2 separate regions of the Danio rerio genome follow, and region 1 is linked to region 2. The links are chromatin contacts, called in public HiCAR-type maps. All regions are on one chromosome and are shown on one strand. Each heading gives the region's core, a stretch centred on a gene start, on an enhancer-like site or on the middle of the called end of the contact. The rest is flanking DNA. Distances are from core to core; before and after follow the strand shown.

Region 1 (3,547 bases), core at 738-3,237, 68 kb after region 2:
TTTTTATTTTAATATTAACAACTAAACAGACAGCAGAAATGTTGAGGCGTCGTGCTGCATGAGAGTCATCTTCACTGTGTGCATATTTATAACAAAACGGAGCCGATAACAACTGCCTCCTTTCAATTTCAGTGAAAATACGAAACACACCCTCTCTTTTGCTGAATATCAGTTTTAATAATCGATAATGGCCATTATAAAAGTATAACATACAATAAGTTTATACATTATAGGAAATAAAGGCAAGCGATCAGTCAATATACAGAATGTAGGCTACGTGCTTACATTAATCATTAACTTATCTTTGCGCTCAGCCAAAACACGTTACCTGAGAACAAGTAATAGATTCCAGTGACCAAAGTCAGGGAATATGTCGTTAGATAAAGACAACAAGATGAATGAAATATCACGTTTAATAAATATAGTGAGATTAGATCCAGCGGGAGATGCTTGATGAGAAGTCCGACTAGCAGAGCTCTCATCTGGGTAGATGGGCTCCAGCGATTGCCAAAGTGTGTGTGTGTGGTCACGTGATGTGCGTTTTCAGCGTTTTGGTGTGGACGGAGAGCAGTTCAGAAACGCTGGGTAAAACGCGAGTGTGGACGCGGATCGTTTTCATTCTAAAACGCCGTTTTAAAACTAATACGCACTAGTGTAAACGGGGCCTTAGTCAAGCCTTACTTTGCACTCCACTGACAATGATTGGAAGCTGCCCAGAGATGCGTTGAGATGGCATATTTTCCATTACAATAAAATTCTTTACATTTAAAATATTTATGCTAGATATCTAGAAGAGATACTGCTTATTTTCTACTTTTAATATGAAAAACATAAAAAATATTTTATTTTGTTTACAAAAGCAAAAAGTTATTTATTGTCTCTTTTTCACAAGAAAAAAAAGTGACTAGATTTTAGGCAACGTGTGCTTTACATTCAGTTGTTCAACATTAATGCTCAATAAATATTCATAGATATAGTAGATAGTGTGTGTTTCCTTCAATTATTAGAAAATGATGGCTGAATGTTCAGCTTTGGGTGATAAATGCCTTAACACCAGTTTCCTTCACACAAATAAATTTCCTACACGTTTTACATACATTACATGTAAAGATTGTACACAGAAGTTAAATATGAATCTTGACTAAAAACAAAACTTAGCAAAAGTTACATACCGAAAAGCAAAACATTTTTCCCAGAAGGCAACTTTGAGCTCGAGCGTGTGGAAACTTCGCTGAGGATTGAAGACCTGAAAGACAAAACAACAGATGACAAATCACTCGACATTTCAATGCAATAATCAATAGTTGTGTGGACAGTTATTGTTGTTGGCTGTCAAAACTAAGAAATAAAATGTTACCAAAGCATCCACAAAAATGCTGCTAGCAAAAGGAAACGTTCATTAAAGAGATGAATGACCAATCAACCGTTAGATCACATCAGGGATCAGGAGTTAGCATCTTGACACTTTTCATAAAAACTAAATAAAACATGCACATATAGACACACAGTTAACGATTTAACGCCTTATTGAGAAACCACTTTACCACTACAAAGCATGTAACGTAAAACCGATGAATTTTAACAAAGTATTAACCGACAGCACACAACAGTCATCACTGAGAATGACATGAGCAAATAAACCAAGATAATCTGCGTCCAAACGCTTCAGAAGACTTTCTTTATTGTGTAGCCAACTCCCAATGTCTGACCCAGCCCGACACACACTTTACTACAAGTTAATGTGAAGTATTTTGGAGCTCATCCGGGACCGGCGTCTGAACTGGGCAGCACCCGGCTGGTGACAAAGCAGCAGATCACACTGTCAAATAAACAACCTCCCTGCAAAACCAGCTGCTCTAATGGACGCTTTGAGGGTTCGTGCGTACCAGAGGTTTTGTCCTTCATCATCCTCGTTGCTGTTTTCCATAGTGTCGCCTGTCCCGACTGCGCCCAGTAGCTTCTTCTCTAAAACGGGAGCCATCTTGAGTGTAGAGGCACAAAGGGAGGCGCACACTGAGCGCCCGAGGACCTCGCGTCAGACGCCTCTCCTACTACGGTGAAGGCTGAGCTCATGAATATTAAACGACGCACGATGTCGTTCTTCCAGTTAAAGCAGACCTCAGTGAGTGAGTCATAAATATTAAATAGGCACATGACAGGATGTATCATATGTTCCGGGGGAGAGGCGGTGAGAGTAAATTAATATTCATAACAACGTCTTCGCCATAGTATGAGTCGAAAACGTGCTTATAAAGAACGTAAATACTGAGAGACAACTTAATAAAAAACGAATGACAAGCTAGATATGTAGCCATGTGGTTCCTCAGAACTTATACGTATTATTTTGTTTGTTTAAAATGCCGCGTTGGACATATGCATTTCTAAAATACTTATTTGCCTAGATGTTTAGAATTGTGATCAGGCATGTGAAAAGACAGCGCTATCCGCGTTGGCTTGAATGATGTCATTTCAGACTTTGCCGCGCTCGCTGATGTTTAGCGCATGTGACTCGCTCGCTGATCTGCGGTCAGTTGTTTGTTTTGCTTTGCCATGGTAAAGAACTGAATGTACGGAGAGAAAACTGGTCCACGGGGCTCTTCTTCAAGCGAACAGAGCATACGTCTCAATTGAAAATGTTCTTCTATCAGATGTCAGTTTTCATCATGGAAGTTGTGTGAAGTATAACCAACGCTACTCTTACATGTTCTGCTGTCTTCGAGTAATTTTAGGACGTAAATAACAATATCATCAACTTTAATACAAAATAAGTCATTTTAACTTTTGTAATTACAACATCTATAAAAAGAAAACTTTTATTTTAAGTTCAATATAAATTCTAAAATAGTTGTTGTTATGAATATCTATGAAAACCATGAACAATCGATAAAAAAGCAATTCATAACCATAAGTAACACAAGTACCATAAGTAAACAGGGGCCGCAAGATAGGGTCTGCGGTTATTTTTTTGGAAAAAAAAAAACTAAATTTTTTCGCATGGTGATTGCCTTATTTGGGGCTGGCAAAATCTTTGGCATGATCATGAAACGATTTTTTTGTCGTTAATGTGCGGCGACATCTGCCGGTGGAAAGATCACATGACAACGTGGGCAAACGTCCTACTTCATCCTTTGTTTTTCAAAAACAAAACCAGAGGGTGTCATTTATTAAATAAAACGCACAAGTATCTAATTTAGTGTTACTAGTACCCATTTTAGACACTAGTTTATAAGTAGAACTAGATAATATTGCTTATTCATTAGATACTAATGCTTATTCTTTATTAGGCACTGCTTATTTACACTGTAAATTTTAAGCTGAATCAAATTGCCCTTATGAGCCTATTAAACTGACTTAAAACAACTTGCATAACTTATGAAATTAAGTTAGAACATGATTAACTTAGTTTATTTAGTTTCAATGAACTAAAAACATGCTGTCATGACTAATTGTTCATATATTTTTTTTACAGTGTATTAGATATTAGTACTGAATAATAAGAGACTAGTACCTATTAGATAGTATTAGATATTTATGTATTATATAGTTC
Region 2 (3,355 bases), core at 608-3,107:
TGTGTTGGTGAATGAGAGTGTATGGGTGTTTTCCAGTGATAAGTTGCAGCTGGAAGGGCATCCGCCTCGTAAAAAAGTATGCTGGATAAGTTGGCTGTTCATTCCACCGTGGCGATCCCAAATTAATGAAGGAACTAAGCTGAAAAGAAAATGAAAGTAAATGGCAAGATTAAATGGGCAAGGTTGAAAAAAGCTAATTCTCTCTTCCTCTCTGTCTGACAGGCTGAGAGAGCTGCAGGAATTCAGCAGGGCCCTGTGCTTCAGCAAAACCCCCGGGTGTTAAAGTGGTTTCCCACTGAGAACATCTGTACTATAAAACACTCAGCTAAAATCCACAGCCTCGAGACTTCCAGGGTGTCGCTGGATATTGTGCTGATCTCTGGTTATTCTCCAAATGACTACATTTTAAAAGTCAGGATTAGAGGAAGAGAATCGGAGCCTTGTTTAGCATCGCTAGAAAATTTCCCTTCTACTTTTCGTCACTGAATCATCTGCTAGAAACCTCTTCACAGCCAAAAACGAGAGGTCCAAAAACACACACACTAATGGGAAAGGTATGTGTGTGTGAGATGTTTATGGTGGCTTTGGTTATAATACAGTGTAATGAGCAGGACCAGATGGAAGCAGTAGTACTTTCTTGACTTTTTCTGTGCTTATTTTGGGGGAAAATCAGGAGATTTCTTTGAGGAAACTGTCTGCCTCAAGAGTAAAAAAACGATTTTTTAACAAAGTGCAGGAAATCAAACAGAAGTTTATTTAATATAAGCATATCAATTGCAAGAGGACAGGACAAGACAGTGCTTTTCTTTCTTTCTTTCCTTGTAAACAGATGAGTTTAACAAAAGAACATATAGACGATTAACAATAGGTTGCTTTTACATGACGTCATTAATGTCACGCAAGATTCAGATGGATGGCGGGTCTCTTCTACATACAGTAGGAACTGAAATCAGAATATCAAAATGTTTCTGTTTTGTGTTGCTTATAATTGTTTAAATCAGCCAAAATAATAAATGCTAAACAGCTTTAATAAACTTTTTGCTCACAAAGATGGGAAGCTCAAGAAACTGGCTAAAAAACAGAAGAAAAGACAGCTGTAATAAACATTTAGTCAATACATACATGTGTACACAATAATTTGTTGGACCACCAATAAGGATTATATATAGACCTATATATATATATATATATATATATATATATATATATATATATATATATATATATAAGGTTATGTGTATAAATATTAGGGGGGCAAAAAGTATCGTCCCGTTGTTCTCCACGATTCATGCAGCCCTGCGGTTCAGAATATGCATTATAAATATTGGTTTGTTAATAAAAACAATTGCAACGAAGCAGTACCGCCCTTGTACATTTCCAATTACCTCTCACGCTCATTGCATGTGCGCAGAGGAAGACCTGTCCAACCACCTCTTGGTATGTAAATCTGTTGTTGACATCACGTTTCCTCACGTGTCATGTCGGGAAATTTCAGCTTATTTTCTTAATTTATTTGAACATACAAAAGGCCCTACTTTTATTTAATTAATGCGAGAACATGCAAATCTACAGTCATATGTGTGAAGCTGTTACATTGTCAGGTGTTTGTTAAGTATGTTTATTGTTGACATTTTCATATACTTTTACTATGAGGTAGAAATGGCTTTCCAGAACTTATGTTAAATAGGCTAAAATGAAGCTGAAATACAATCAAATTAGCTCAAATAATGAACCAAAACGAGCACAAGGTTGATGTGTGACTAAATTGTGTGGATCTAGTAAACCGCAACGTGTCCAGGACTCTCTCCAGGAACAGATGTTTTTTTTTTTCAGCCACATGAGGGCAGCAGAGCCACGTGTGATCAGGGCTTAAATCACTTACACTCGACATATGAATTCAGGGACGTGAAATAAAGAGCTGAGTAAGACTGATATTTACCACAGCTGCAATCTCTGCTCCTGACTGATGGTTGAGAGCTGCCAAAACCACTGAAGCCAGAAAGAAGAAAAAGGTGCTGGTGGCAGTGTTGATTAAATCCTGCAAATGCGAGGAAGAGAGAGAATGTGATTATTATATTAACTACAGAACATGCATTACTGTGCAAACTGTGTCCATTAGGCAGAACAACATTTCTAAACTCTCTCACACAAACACGTACATACATACAGTGCTCAGCATAACGGAGTACAGCCCATTTTGAAAATTAATATTTTTCTCCATTCCTCAGTGAACATAGGCAGTGAATGTTTTTGGTGAATTTGAACAAAACAGATTAAACATATATATATATATATATATATATATATATATATATATACACACACACACACACACACACACACACACACACATATATATATATATATATATATATATATATATATATACACACACACACACACACACACACACATATATATATATATATATATATATATATATATATATATATATATATATATATACATACACACACAAACACACACATACATATATATATATATATATATATATATATATATATATATATATATATATATATATATATATATATATATATATATATATAATATTTTTGTCACCAAACATTCAGAAATTGAAAGATAAAACATTTCAATTCAAGCAAAATACAGCAAATTTTTTTAAAAATATAAATTTGACTGTACTTGTTTTTGGACCATTATTGTAAGTTATTTTGTTAGATAAGCTCCAGATTTGGCTTCAGTACTGACTGATCTAATGTATTTGCACAAATATAATATTGTAAAGCTTCCTATTAAAAATATGAATTTAAAAGAGAGATTTGTGAGGGGTGTATGCATATATGCTGAGCACTGTATGCACATGATTGAGTCATTATTTACTCTCCCTCAAGAGGCTCTAAACCAGAGGTGTCCAAAGTAGGGCCCGCAGGCCAAAATTGACTCACTGTAACCTTTGATTTGGCCCACCATCCCATGACAGAATAAAGTGAGAATGAGGGAGACAATTGGAGCATTTTATTGCTAAGCTAAAAAAAAAAAAAAAAAAAACTAAAATTAAATGGTAATTATTCAGATTTTTAAAAATGTAAATACCCTCACTGGACGGATAGAGGACTATGCAGAAGACAACTAAAGGCAAAAACTAAACTATTTCAATTCTGTTACATGGGATTGTTTTTGTTTTTACTTTAAAAAGTTTATTATAAAATGTAAACAATAATTTAACAAAGTAATGTTTTCTAGTTATTTTTAAATCGTATTAAATACATTACCAATATCAAATATATTTACCTCTCGCCCAATACACTCTAATTTGTTTTTTGGTCGTTGATAAGAAAAAGTTTATATATATATAGGGATTTCTAAATCA

The links. HiCAR-type assays count read pairs that join an accessible place to other places.
Region 1: a contact with region 2 is called in a HiCAR-type map of caudal fin, with 5 times the contacts expected there. The contact joins the promoter of dync1li2 here to the enhancer-like site in region 2. A contact is called at or near these places in 5 of 18 Hi-C or Micro-C datasets (caudal fin, embryo, hematopoietic stem cells and 1 more) and 3 of 4 datasets of contacts at active chromatin or transcription factors (caudal fin, embryo and gastrula embryo).

What each region holds. Positions count from the first base shown.
Region 1 is chr7:45,278,760-45,282,306 of GRCz12tu, forward strand. It overlaps dync1li2 (dynein, cytoplasmic 1, light intermediate chain 2), which reads right to left and starts at 1,988. Exons shown (of 13, transcript NM_001017669.2): 1 at 1,887-1,988; 2 at 1,173-1,246. The coding sequence starts at 1,981. It overlaps LOC141375106 (a long non-coding RNA gene), which reads left to right and starts at 2,484. Exons shown (of 3, transcript XR_012382595.1): 1 at 2,484-2,650.
Region 2 is chr7:45,210,929-45,214,283 of GRCz12tu, forward strand. cmtm4 (CKLF-like MARVEL transmembrane domain containing 4) reads right to left here. Exons shown (of 4, transcript NM_001002492.1): 3 at 1,940-2,038. Among named protein-coding and RNA genes, the nearest start is that of cmtm3, 21 kb to the left of the region's middle. Within about 2 kb of position 1,858, at least 7 of the 62 cell types and tissues checked have an H3K27ac peak or open chromatin away from gene starts, as enhancers often do. A contact at or near this core is called in caudal fin, where this site is marked.